Regions from separate parts of the Mustela erminea genome. Here region 1 is linked to region 2. The links are chromatin contacts, called in public Hi-C maps. All regions are on one chromosome and are shown on one strand. Each heading gives the region's core, a stretch centred on a gene start, on an enhancer-like site or on the middle of the called end of the contact. The rest is flanking DNA. Distances are from core to core; before and after follow the strand shown. Region 1 holds the start of TNFAIP8 (tumor necrosis factor alpha-induced protein 8). Region 2 holds the start of DMXL1 (dmX-like protein 1).

What was found. A called contact is a pair of places that touch in the nucleus more often than the background predicts.
Region 1: a contact with region 2 is called in a Hi-C map of spleen, with 4 times the contacts expected there. The contact joins the promoter of TNFAIP8 here to the promoter of DMXL1 in region 2. A contact is called at or near these places in 2 of 3 Hi-C or Micro-C datasets (skeletal muscle and spleen).

Annotation. Positions count from the first base shown.
Region 1 is chr3:21,291,185-21,297,909 of mMusErm1.Pri, forward strand. It overlaps TNFAIP8 (tumor necrosis factor alpha-induced protein 8), which reads left to right and starts at 3,181. Exons shown (of 3, transcript XM_032335430.1): 1 at 3,181-3,337; 2 at 5,565-5,645.
Region 2 is chr3:21,153,879-21,160,467 of mMusErm1.Pri, forward strand. DMXL1 (dmX-like protein 1) reads left to right here and starts at 1,454. Exons shown (of 44, transcript XM_032335421.1): 1 at 1,454-2,053. The coding sequence starts at 1,967.

The sequences.
Region 1 (6,725 bases), core at 1,931-4,430, 140 kb after region 2:
GATTGTAGAACCGTGTAAAAGATAGAAGGGGCTCTGGGCAGTGCTGTTTTAGGGTGCAGCTGGGAACAACGGAGACAGGAGTGAAGCAATGGGGACAGTTCCTGGAGCTGAGTTTGGAGGCACCATGACCTCCTGGCTGACTCTCACAACAGTCATGCCGACAATCGCCTCCTTCTAGCTCAGCAGAAGCAAGGCGCGTTGTCCTAAGTCGTCCAGTTTACACGCGGCATATAGATTACCACAGTTCTCAGTTGGTGGTGACAAATATGACTGCCCATGGGCATTCAGGCAAGAATCATTTCTAATTATTTGGGGGTGGGGAAGGATGGGAGTGTACAAACTCTGTTAATCCTAATTTAGTTGCACCACTGCCGAGTCAAGAAGTATTTAGAAAGTAAATGTCTTTGTCCCTCCCTCTAATGGGTGGCATTACCAAAGACAGAGCCTGCCAAACCAGAAACCCTATGAATCAACCTAGATGACTCTCCTTCTCTCAACCCCCACATCCCATCAATCTCCAGGCCTTCAGCATCTGTATGAGTTTCCTATTACTGTCACAACAAATTACCACCAATATAAGGTTTTAAAACAACATAAATTATTATTTTACAGTACTATAGGTCAGAATTCCAGTGTGGATCTCAACAGGATAAAATCAGAGTGTCACCTCAAGAGCTGAGTTCCCATCTGTAGGCTCTAAGGGAGGATTCCCTTTCCCCTGCTTCGTTGGGTTACTGGCAGAGTTCACTTCCTTGTGGCCGCAGGACTGAGATTCCCACTCTTTGTTGGCTGAGATCCATTTCCAACTTTTAGAGGCCACGCATTCCTTGGTTTCTGAACTAGGTCCAGTTCCTCTCATATTTTGAGTCTCTCCGACCCACTCTTTTACTTTACAGACTCACATGATTAGATTAGACCCACTCAAATAATGCAGCATAAGCTCCCCATCACATTGTCTTTACACGTAAGCACATCTGCAAAGTGTTCCAGGGATTAGGGAGTGGACATCCATCCCAGATTCAGTATAATGCCTACCACAGTATCCCAACCTGTCATATTTCGGTAACTTCCTAAGCAAGTTTACTGGCTCTGGCATTCTCTTTGCTGTTTTTCAGAATGACCTTTCTGGAACAACAATTGATATGTCCCCCATGATTAAAATCCTTCTGGCTTTCTACTAAGGAAGGGTCAAATTAATGCTGTTTAGCTCCTATAGTGAGAACACACACACACACGCACACAGGCACGCCCAGGTGCGCTTGAATTTAAAGGGTCCTCTTTTGTTATTTTAGCTTCATTCCAACCTACGCTCTACTTTTTCTCAACCCTCCTGAATGCTTGAAAAATGTTGATTGTGCCCATTTCTCCCCCTATAGATGCTCCTGAAACTACTATTCCTAATTCCAAACCCAACTCAGACATCACCTCTTTCAGGATGGTCTTGCTGACACCCCCCTCCCATAGTATAACCACAGGACAGTGTTCTTTTCTAAACACCTATGAACCCTGTGCATATTCTTATTTGGGGCATTGAACACAAATGTGTTGTGATTTTCTGGTCTACTTCACCTACAAAGTGTTTAATTACCTGTCTCCCAGCCATACTGGGCCACTCCCTAAATGTGTAACTTTGGGCAGGATATTTTACTTGACTATGCCTCCATTTTCCTTTGTAAAATTAAGGTAACTAGGGGCGCCTGGGTGGCTGAGTGGGTTAAAGCCTCTGCCTTCAGCTCAGGTCATGATCCCAGAGTCTTGGGATCCAGCCCCGCATCAGGCTTTCTGCTCAGCAGGGAGCCCGCTTCCTTGTCTCTCTCTGCCTGCCTCTCTGCCTACTTGTGATCTCTGTCAAATAAATAAATAAAATCTTTTTTAAAAAATAAAGGTAACTCTAAGAGCAACATTATAGGCTGTTGTGAGGATTAGGACGGTGACCTGCCCATACTAAGTTTTGCTAATATTATTATTAACAGCCCCCTGCACAGAGCCACCATATAGTAGGTGTTTAATGGATGTTTGTGGATTCATTGTGCTCCTACGAAGGTCAGCACCTTCATGAACCTCTACCCCGGGTCGGGGCTCCTCCGCAGAAGGAAGGCAGATTCTGCCCCATCCCGGGGGAGAGCTAGTCTTCGACCCCACAGGCAGGAGCAGTCACAGTGAAAGCCCCAGAAGTGACTGAGACCAGACGGGCTTCCAAGGAGCCAATGAAGTCTTTACCTGAGAAAGGAAGCCCTGCAATCTCCGTGAAGGGCAACCAGGAATCATGAATGCGTCAGACATCGCGAGGTAGACTTGAGGCCAGTAGAAGCTGAAAAAGAAAAAAAAAAAAATTAGTGGGATTTAGGGGCTTACGTGGATAGTTCTAATCAATAATAATGTCAACAGTTGGTAACAGTCATGCATGCCTGTTTCGTGCCAGGCACAGTAAACCTGTATGAGCTCATTTAACCGTCTCAACACACTATGAGGCTGGTATCTCATTTTTGCGACTGAAGACACCGAGGCCCGAACGTGACCCTCAAGCCAGTCCTGACCCCTCGCGTCCAGACGTCCCTCCTTCCAGTCCGGATCCAGCTCGCACGCCGCAGCCCGGCCCTCCCCTGCCTTCTTCGGGGCACCTGCCGTGCCACCTCGGTGTCAGGCTGGGTTCGCCCAGTCCAGGATACCTGGCTCTCCTTCCCGCCTCTGACCTCCTAGGTCCTTCCGCTAGCCCTGCCCCTCCTCCTCTCCCGCGCCTTCTACGCCTCTCAGCTCTTCAACCCGCTTTGCCCCTGTATTCCTAGCTCCTCCTCTCAGCTCCGCCCCCGACCTTCTTTCTCCTCATGGCCCGCCCCCGACAATCTAGCTCCTCCCACATCCCCGACTCGGCTCCTCCTCCCCAGTCCTCCCCGCCCCCAGCTTCCTGGCTCCTCCTCTCAGCTCCGCTCCGGACCGTCGGGCCCCGCCTTATCCCCGCCCCTGGCCCCTCCTCCGCCGCGTGCTCTGCCCCCACCCTCCTAGCTCCTCCTCTCAGTTCCTCCTCTGGACTCCTAGCCCCTCGTGGCCCCGCCCCCGGCCCGTTCGCTCGTCCTCCTGGCCCCGCCCCAGCGTCCTCGATCCTCCCGTAGCCCCGCCCCTGGCGCCCAGTCTCCCGCCCCGCCCCGACCGCTCTGTTCCTCCCTCTGCCTAGTCCGCCCCGCCCCTGGCCCGTGGCCCCTTTTCTCTCGCCGCGTCTGGCCCGCGCTGCTGATCCGTCCGCGGAAGCCCGCGAGCGTTCGAGCCGCTAGCGAACTCCGCACCGTCAGATCACCAGGTTCGCCTCTGTGTCCCGGCGCCGCCGCGCCCTCTCTTCAGAGTAAGTACCTCCCGGCGCGTGGGTCTCACACATACTCCCTCTCGGGGCTTCCCCGGCCGCTGGGCTGACGGCTGCTCCTAGGGGCGCGCCTTCCGCTCCCTCAGACTTTCGGGAGTGAGTGGGTGTGAGTGGGTGCATGTGAGCGCGTGTGTGTCAGAGTGTGTGTGCAGGCGCGCACAGCCCCGGAAACTCCCCGAAGTTTTACCCAGTTTCTGCGCCGCGGCGCCTGTCTGAGACCTCCGGCTAGCAGCCCCTACCACAGACTCGGGTCGAACCTTTCCTTCACTTCCACCTCCTCCTCTGAGCCCCACGCGCGACCCGGTCCTTCCTTGTGTAGACGCGGAGCCCGCTATGTGTCCCGCTGCCTGCTAACAGCTCGTGCTGTGCAGAGGAGACTGCCCGGGTTACCACAGTGCCCCAGGTTGCAGACGGAGGTGCTGGCCGGAGATTGTAATCCAACCCCGCGTGGTAAAACGGACGCACTGGAGTTTTTACCTCCGTCGTTCGGTGGAGGCTGCCTTTGCAGAAGAAAGTTTTGTGTGTGTGTGTGTGTGTGTGTATGTGTGTGTCCTTGCGCGCGCTCGGGTGACACTGGAGCCTTAAGCACCTGATGGAGGGACACCTGATGAGCCCTTTGGGACCCAGGGAGGCTGATAGGCATGTTCAAGACCCCCCTCCGGCTGACCAACCGAACTTTGACACCTAAAAGGGTGTGCATTCATTCAGTGACACGGTAATGCTAGCGCCAACTGATTTCCTAAAACACAGCAGTAGTTAGAAAGAGCAGGACCTGCGGGATGGTGGAAGGAAGGGGACAAGAGTTGAGAGCCCAGCCCTGGAACAACAAAATCCTTGAGTTACTTGCATCCCTGTGTAAATTCTTTCATGGGGGGGGTGGGCAGGAGGTCAATACTACCTCAAGGTAGAGGACATTTCTGCATTTAAAAAAAGGTTAGGGGCGCCTGGGTGGCTCAGTGGGTTAAGCCTCTACCTTTGGCTCAGGTCATGATCCCAGGGTTCTGGGATCGAGCCCCACATCGGGCTCTCTGCTCAGCAGGGAGCCTGCTTCCTCCCCTCTCTCTCTCTCTGCCTGCCTCTCTGCCTACTTGTGAGCTCTGCCTATCAAATAAATAAATAAAATCTTAAAAAAATAATTTAAAAAAGGTTAATTGATAGCGACACTGTACTTGAATCCATCCCTAAATGATTCCCTGGTTGCCGAATTCTTCTGTATCTCTGAATTCTCTGAATTCTTCTGTATCTCATTGTATTCTTGCTATGTTCTTACTATGAAAGGAGAGAGCCCCATAAAATGCCCCCACTTCCTTGACAATTCATTTAAGATATGCTGGTAATTAAATGACATGTCGAATAGAAATCTTTCGTTGAGGTGTACGGGTGGTGGGGGGTGGGCGGCAGAAAGCTGTGTGGCTAAAGAAAATCACCAGAACAGAGCAGCTTTACGTTGCCATTGTACGCTGGCATGCGAGAGCAAGTGCTGATAAATCACTTTAAGTGCTGCTTATCACAGCAGATATTTTTATCCTGGTTTCAATCCTGTGTTACACAAAAGTGTTTCCACGGTGTTTTAACTAAGGAAACATTATGCTGTGAAATGTAAACATATGACTCCATCTCTCTTAAAGGAAAGAAATAATTATCACACTTAATTAAACACCTGGAAACATTTATTGCCACCTTCTAATTAGATCTGACATGGGGAGTTAAGTCAGCAAGTTATTGCTAATTTTCTAGCTGGTAACACAATTAGCTTTTTTGTAGGGTTTTTTGGATGGCTGTTCCCCTTGGTACACAGTACTTGCCTCCCCCACCCCTGGCCCACCTTTTGAGTTTCTACCTGTTATTTGAGTAAATAGTTTCTGGAAGTGGATACCACCTACCTCCCTGCAAAATGCGAATGCTTTAGATGTTGACTGTTTCGTATTCACCATTTTTGCATGAACAGATGTAGGCCTTATAAGCTACTATATTCATCTAGATTATCGGATAATTTAAGAATCATTGGGAAATCATTGCATCTGAGAAGCGGCCCCCAAAAGCATAGTTGTTCTGACGAGTGGACCCTGAAATGTTGTTCTTTAAGGGAGATTTTAATCTCTTGTGCCATTTGGTGTCCTTTGCTTAAATTCAATGAAAAGGGGTAGCTTGAGCTGGAAAATCTCATCTTCATTGCCCCTTAGTTTTCCATTTCTGTCTCTGTTGCCAGTTACAGTGTTCATCTTGGTAGCATGGTCTTGTGAGTGCAGACCCTTCAGGGATCCTGACAGAATGGCCAAGAAGCTTTAGGGTGAGCATGCTCCCCCCACACCAGAAGAGTGTTTTCTGAGGCCTGTTCTCTGCAGTTCTTCATTCTGTTGAAACTGGAGGAAAGGGTGTGTGGAGAGAAATGATTGCATCCAAACAGCACTTGTTAGGAAATGCCATATGGGAGGAGGGGTCAATTTCTAGATGGTTTCTGGTTGTGGGAATTTCAGATAGTTGCTCTTTGCTTTTGGGCACTAGGGAGATCTCGAAGTTCATGGGTCCACTTATTCTTCTTCTGCTTGGGACCGCCTTTTGGAATGAAGACATTTGCTTCTTGAAGATTTCATGTGTGGTCTGTCAAGAGTTAAGCTTTGCTGACACACCTCTCAGAAGAATCTGTTCCCCACCCCTTCCAGGTTTGCTCACATTGAAGGGATGGAACGTGGGGGAACCTTTGGGAGGCAGGGGAGGATCAGTGAGAACAAGTGAGGGCCACCTATTTTCTCACAGAGACAAAAGCCAGCATTAGTGCAACCCCAGTCCCAGGACCACTGACTTGGGCCCTGGGCCCGTGCATAGGGGTCAACCTAGGTTAAAAAAAAAAAAGAGAGAGAGTGGACCCTTGACCCCCTGTTTGGCATTCTCAGTCAGCTCAGGTCTGAGACAGAAGTTGACGGAAGGCACTGTGTGTGGGGCTAGATCAACTTTTTTCGCCTCGCCCTTCCTCACGCTGCCCACATCCTGCGTCTAATACCAAATGCACACAGTAAGAACTCAACAAACATTAAAAATGAGCTTTTAAAATCCCAGCCTTTATGTTTCCCTGGGGTAACAGTTTCCCGTTCAGCTCTTCTGTCCCTGGTTTTGATGACTCTGGCCCTGGAGTCTGAATTGACTGAAGTTTTTAGACTCTTCTCCGTGAGTGGTGCTTACCAACAGCTAAAAGTGGGTGCTTCTTTGAGGGTTAAAAAAAAAAAAAAAAAGTTTTTCAGTGAACCTTGTTGCAAAACATAAATGAGATAAAATAGCATCCAGTGGACACCGGTTTGCATTCGACATTTTGGAGTAAGAAGAGGAAATGAGCTATAGGTGGAGGGTAGATAATTCTAGAAACAAGAGGCAT
Region 2 (6,589 bases), core at 204-2,703:
AATTAACTTAAAGCCACTCTGAATAAGATTTGAATTATAATTAAAACAGAAATTAAGTTGTATGTACATTAGGCCTCAATAAAAGTTTTTTAAAAGACAAATTAAGTTTTAAGTCCCTTATTTTTATAAAGAGACTGGGATAAATAATAGGATTCTATTGACATCGTTCAAATTAAAAGAGGGAGATGACTCTTAAGCTTGTTTTTTAAGTAACTTTTTAAAAAAGATTTTATTTATTTATATGACAGAGAGATCACAAGTAGGACGAGAGGCAGGCAGAGAAGGGAAAGCAGGCTCCCCGCGAAGGAGAGAGCCTGATGTGGGGCTCGATCCCAGGACCCTGAGATCTTGACCCAAGCCGAAGGCAGAGGCTCAACGCACTGAGCCACCCAGGCGCCCCTGAAGTGACTTTTTACTGCAAAATAAAATGCACATTGCAAAAATACTTCTTCGCAAAGCATAAAGGGATAAAATTAATACTCCCATCCAAGCATCTTGAATGAAGGTTTTAAAAAATTTTTTAAACCACGACAAAAGTATATAAAAATCAATTTGGCAATTTTTAACAAACTACTCTTTTTAGGTGGAGAGTTCCTGTTCATATTCCTCCGTTTCACATTTACCCAACACCTATGCTGGGACAGACACTGCGCTAGACACTGGGGTTACACAGTCGAAGAGGACAGTCCGTACTTCAGAGGCTTAAATATATGGAAGGAAAAATATAAACAGATATTTTATCAACAATAACACAAGAATTGGGTCAAAATACACTGAGAGTATCCAGCAGTTGTAACTGTGACACTAATCTTTTGGAATCCTTAGGGATTTTTCCAGAAACAAACGCTCAACTAGGGTTGGTGCAGTAATTATAGTCCGCGGTTCTTCAAAACCCAAGTTCAGGAAAATTTAGGTGAAAACACTTGATTTTAACACTTGTCGAGTATTTAAGTCTCTCAAAATCACCCTGCTTAGCGAGGCGCGGAAGGCTGGAGAAACTATTATGCCGGGACAGAGACGCCAGAAGGGGTCACATCCACTTGGGAGTCCCCAAGGGACGCCGGGGGCGGGGGGAGGGGGAGCGGTGCTTGCTGGGACTTGTAGTCTCTACCAGGACGGAGGACACTGCATCTCCATTTATACGCCTTTCTTCCATTCACGCTTTCTGACCCGACGGATTAAGCCCCATCCTAAAGCATAATTCGACTACTTTTAACTCACTCTAGGCTCACTGTGTTTCTGCCGGTGTCCTTCTGTTCCGCACTCAAACCGACAGACTCAGTCATCCGCCTCCAAGCGATTGGCCTGTTCTCAGTGGTGGGCGGGGCCCTAGGTGGACTGGAGCTCATGATTGGCCAGCATCTGACTGGACGAGGCGTTTTCTTATCCACTTGCGGATCAGTAAACTGTGGTTAAAAAAAGTGAGTCCTTTACCGCAGTACCCCTCTTCGCCGCGGGAAGTCTCGCGATATTTCGGCTGAAGGGACCTAGCGACGCGTAGTAAGCGGCAAAGGCCAGTGGGGGTGGCGGGCACCGGAGCCGGGAAGGGACAGGTCAGGCGGGGAAGGCGAGCGCGTGCTGTCTGCGCCCCTGGGGCTCGGTCTGGGCCAGCCACCCCGAGCCGAGAAGAACTGTGTGGATTGCGCGGCCCTCCTCCGGGCAGTCGGCCTGGAGTCTCGGCCCTTGAGTCGCCCCGGAGCTTCACCTGGGCCCGCGCGGGCTGTGACAGGTGCGCGGACGAGCGCCGCGCTGCGCCCTCCCGGCGGCCCGCCCCCTCCGGGCCTTGCCCGCCAGGGCTCGGGATGAACTGCGGGCCCCAGCTGAGCGGCTCCGGCTCCTGGCGCCTGTCGCTGCCGCCGTCGCCGCCCAAGAGCGGCCGCCGCCCCTGAAGGAAGGAGGAGGGAAGCGGCAGCTGACCCTGGGCATGAGCCGGACGCGGCGTCCGTTGCGGGACTAGGGCGCAGACATGAACCTGCACCAGGTGCTGACCGGGGCTGTGAACCCTGGCGACCACTGCTTCTCCGTGGGCAGCGTCGGCGACCAGCGCTTCACGGTGAGTGAGGGAGGCTCCAGCGTCGCCCGTGGCGGGTCCGCGCCCCTGAGTCAGCCGGGATCGGCCCAGACTCACGGGGCCGAGGCCGGGAATGCCTGGTCGCCCGCACTGGGGTCCCCTGGTCTCCCACGAAGGTCCCCGCCCCTAGGACCAGGCGGACCTGGCTTCTGAGAGCGAAGGAGGGAGAAACATGTCCGTCATCGAGGTACTGGGTCGGAAGTTAGAATGTTTTGTAGGATTTTTAAAGTTTCTAGTCTGACGTCCTTGGACTGGGGTGGTTTATCAAAATCGTTTATCCAGAAATCGTTGTTGTAATGTGTATGAGGGCGTTTCGGTATCCTGCTCCATAGGCTTAAATTGTCAAATGTAGAAATAGTTGAGATTGGTTTAATTTTAGACCAATTTAAGATCAAGTATCTTTGTAATTAAAAAAAAAAAAGTGGGTGTCTTATAACAATTAATTGTTTGCTACCAACATCTAGCGCTGAGTAATCCAGTGAAAACATTGTTTTCATGTAGTTTTCTTCATATTCACCAAGGAATAACTTTGGAAAGAAGAAGAGATTTTTCATAAGTAATTCTCTCCTGTCATCCTTTGGATTCCATATGTAACAGTTTAGAAATCCTGGGAAACTTTTGTTTATTTTAGATTGCTCACATTAATTACTAAAAGTTGCATTACAGTTTTTCCATAAAACTTTCCTGGTGTGTAGTGGTAGGTCCAGGTTAAGATTTACTGAACGTGACTAGTTTTTCATTGGTTTTCTCAGATACTAGAAGGAGGAAGTCCTCAAACTTCTAGCTACTTAACAGTGCGGTGGCGTTTTCTGCTTTAACTATAGTTTTTATAATAATTTTACACTGTAAGTAAGTACTGCATATGATACCCATTGTCTAAACGTATTTATAATACTGAGGATATTTGCCATAACTTGTGTTATCTCTTCGTTAAGGATAAAAGTAAAACTTAATTTTACATAAGCAAGTGAAACTAAGTAAACAGCCTAACAGATCCCCTAGGGTTTCTTCTGTTTTACTTATGAATTATTTTGTGGTCTTTGTCAGTCAAAATAAATCTTAGATTAAATAATAGTGATAATTTAACATGGTATAGAAATTTCATATCTAAATTGTGCTTTTAGATCTGTGACAACTAAGTACTCATTCTCAGAGAGAGTATGTACCTCCTCTGTGGAGAGATTCATACATACCTTAGCTTGCATTTGACAGTAGTAATTTTGAGATTCTGATGCTAAATGTTAATCTAGCCTGAATGCTCAGGGGAAGAGTGAACTCTGAGGGTCTTAGTGAGCTACTCTAGACTCCCTATAGCTGGACATTGCTCTCTGCTCTTGGTATTAAGATGGAAGAAATAAGCAGCATCCTAAGGGGGTTCTCTAGTGGGAGATTATAGGATGGTAGCATCTCCTAAAGTTGTATGAGTGCTTTCTCCAATGCAAATTCTAGCAACTTTTCCTTAGAAAGCTTTTGGTATCTATGCCATAGTGTGAGCTTTCAAGTACATACAATATACTGGCCTAGGTATACACCTAGATGACCCCTCTAAGTGTTTATAAAAACTTGGTGTTATTTTAAAGAAGAGGTGAGCTAATAAACCAGAGCTTCTATGTGGTTATTATACACCATCATGTAGCTTCTTTTGTGACCTTATTTTTAAAATCTATTTCCATAGACCAGATTTTTTTAAAAAGTTTTATTTACCTATCTTAGAGAAAACGAGCAAGCAAGGGAGAGAGCCCCTGCGACCCGCATGTAGTGGGGGCAGGGGCAGAAGGAGAAGGAGTGAGAGTCCTAAGCAAACTCAGTGGGCCCTAAGCCTGAGCAGGACCTCAGTAGGATAGGGGTTAGGGAATAGGGGCTCAATCTCTCCACCTTGAGAGCCATCCTGGAACCAAAACCAAGAGTTGGACCCTTAACTGATTGCCCTCCTCAGGTGCCCTCCATAGACCAGAGTTTAATCATCTCCTACCAAGCCTACTACAGATTTCTCCCACGTCTCCGGAAGGATTCTAGTAAATTAGATAAAAATAAATTTTTCATTTGTTTAGTATAAAGATACCCTAGTTCTCTGTAATTTGGGTTGTAGTTTAGTGATTAACAATCATCTACTTCCTTTGTACCCAATCCATCCTTGAACCTTTAACATTATGTTGCTTGTTCTATTACAAACTAAGTTTCTTGCCTTCAGTTTCCTCTATACCATATATATACATCTTTAATTTATCTCTTTTGAAATTGCTTGTTTTTCATGTTAAAAAGCAGATCTCTTTATTTTTGACTCCTTCAATTTTTTTTTTTAAAGATTTTGTTTATTCACTTGACAAACAGAGATCACAAGTAAGCAGAGAGGTAGGCAGAGAGGAGGAAGCAGACTCCCCCCTGAGCAAAGAGCCCGATGCAAGGCTCGGTCTCAGGACCCTGAGATCATGACCTGACCTGAAGGCAGAGGCTTAACCCACTGAGCCACCCAGGCACCCGACTCCTTGAATTGTTTTTAAATGCTTCTGATTTTGACTTCTTTGATAGAAGATAGCAGACATTAATGGTATGTACAGACTTAAAAAAAATCTCAAAATTTCAGTTTGACTTGAAGGAGAGACATGAGATCTTCCATTTGGAGGCCCCTTTGAAGAATGATTTTATTTCTCTTGCACTTCATGCCTTTTGTGAAGACATCCTGTGTTTGTAATTCCTCCCTTCTCATGTTTGCTGATAACTTACCTGTTCTTGTTTTGAAAGATTGCAAGAAATGAGATCCTGTTTCTTAAAGGAAGTCTGACAGGTTTTAAATTGAAATGAAATTGAATGCCAGCTCTCATGGATTCTAGGTTTTAAAATATGTACTTACTGATATAATTTGTTTGTCTAAGTATTAGCTAACATCTTACTGCTAAAACTGACATGGAGTATTTTGACTTCCTTCTTAGTCTAAGAACTTCTAGTAGGCAGTGACCATGTGTCTTATGCTGTCAAACCACTTTATTTGTACTTTCATTATATTATTAACCAGTATTGCCTTGTATCTCCTATGGTTTCATTATGACCATCTAGAACAGTGATTAAGGTATTGGTGGCTCCTATTAGTAGAGTTATTATTTGGGTTTGATTTCCAGTCTCATCCTTATGTTTAGCTGTACATCTGTCTGCAAGTTCTTTTAAATTCTTTTTTTTCCTCATCTGTAAAACGGGGCCAGAGTAGTACCTATTCATAGGGTTATTACATGAAAAAGTGTTAAGTTCTGTTCATTGTTAGTATATGTAAAACCCTCAAAAATGTCAATTATTATAAAATCAAAGTTTTTTTTTTAATATTTTATTCATTTATTTGACAGAGAGAGAGAGATCACAGGTAGGCAGAGAGGCAGGCATAGAGAGAGGAGGAAGCAGGCTCCCTGCCGAGCAGAGAGCCCGATGTGGGGCTTGATCCCAGGACCCTGAGATCATGACCTGAGTCGAAGGCAGAGGCTTAACCCACTGAGCCACCCAGGCGCCCCTATAAAATTAAAGTTTTCCTCATACTAATGCTTGGCACATAAATATTGGTTGAATTGATGAATAGTACTTAAAGAAGCCTTGTTGCAATATAATTAAACGTCTGTGTTTTAGAATAGCTTTAATAATTTAGATTTGAGTCCAAATAAAATGATTCTATTAAAGTTCCTTTAGACTTTGTTCAGTCACTTCTTAGCAATGGTTTTCCTGCACGCTAAGCAAAAATTCTTTATTTTTTCTTTCTTTACCTGAATGCTTCCTTCAGTCTTTTTTTCTTGTTAATTTCCTGCTATTTATTAGAGTGAAAATATGTGAGCAAACTGGTCCTGATCTGTTGACAACTTTTGTTTTTAGAATAAAAAATATTTTGTTTATGAAAGGCAAATAGTTAAAAAGAGGCACCGTTAGTTTGAATCTAGATTTTCTAGTATTGCTGTGCATACTGATGACATGTGCTTTAATATACAATAGATTCTTTTCTTCTCATTTCATTGTTTATGGTTAGTGTTGAAACTGTTTCAAATGAAATTGAAAAGGAGGTAATTTATAAGAGACAGACTGTGTTAATATTTAGGACTTCCTGTCTCTAGTTTGTAATTTAAACATCTTTGCTATAGGAGAGAAAACAAACATGTTAGAGCTCCAGGCTTGCTTTTGTGTTAGACAACCCCGTATTCACTGTCAGGGGACCCCAATTAGAGGTCAAAAGACTGATGCAGCTATCTGGTTGGTAGAGAAATAGAGGCTAAATTAGCATTCTTCTTCCTATGTCTGTCATGGTAAGCATGTTTTAGTTTAGCTTTTTGTTTTGTTCACTCTAGGGAAACCTTTATAAGTGGGAGGATAGAAAGGGGTTTTTTTGTTGTTGTTGTGTGGGGTTTTTTTTTGGAGGGGACTTACAGGTCTTTGTAAGGGGAGAGAATATAGGAAGGGAAGATACTATTTACATCTGGAAAGAGATTTTTGTGGTTTTCATATGCCATCACAAGTACATCAGACTTCTTAAAAACTGGCCTATTTTAT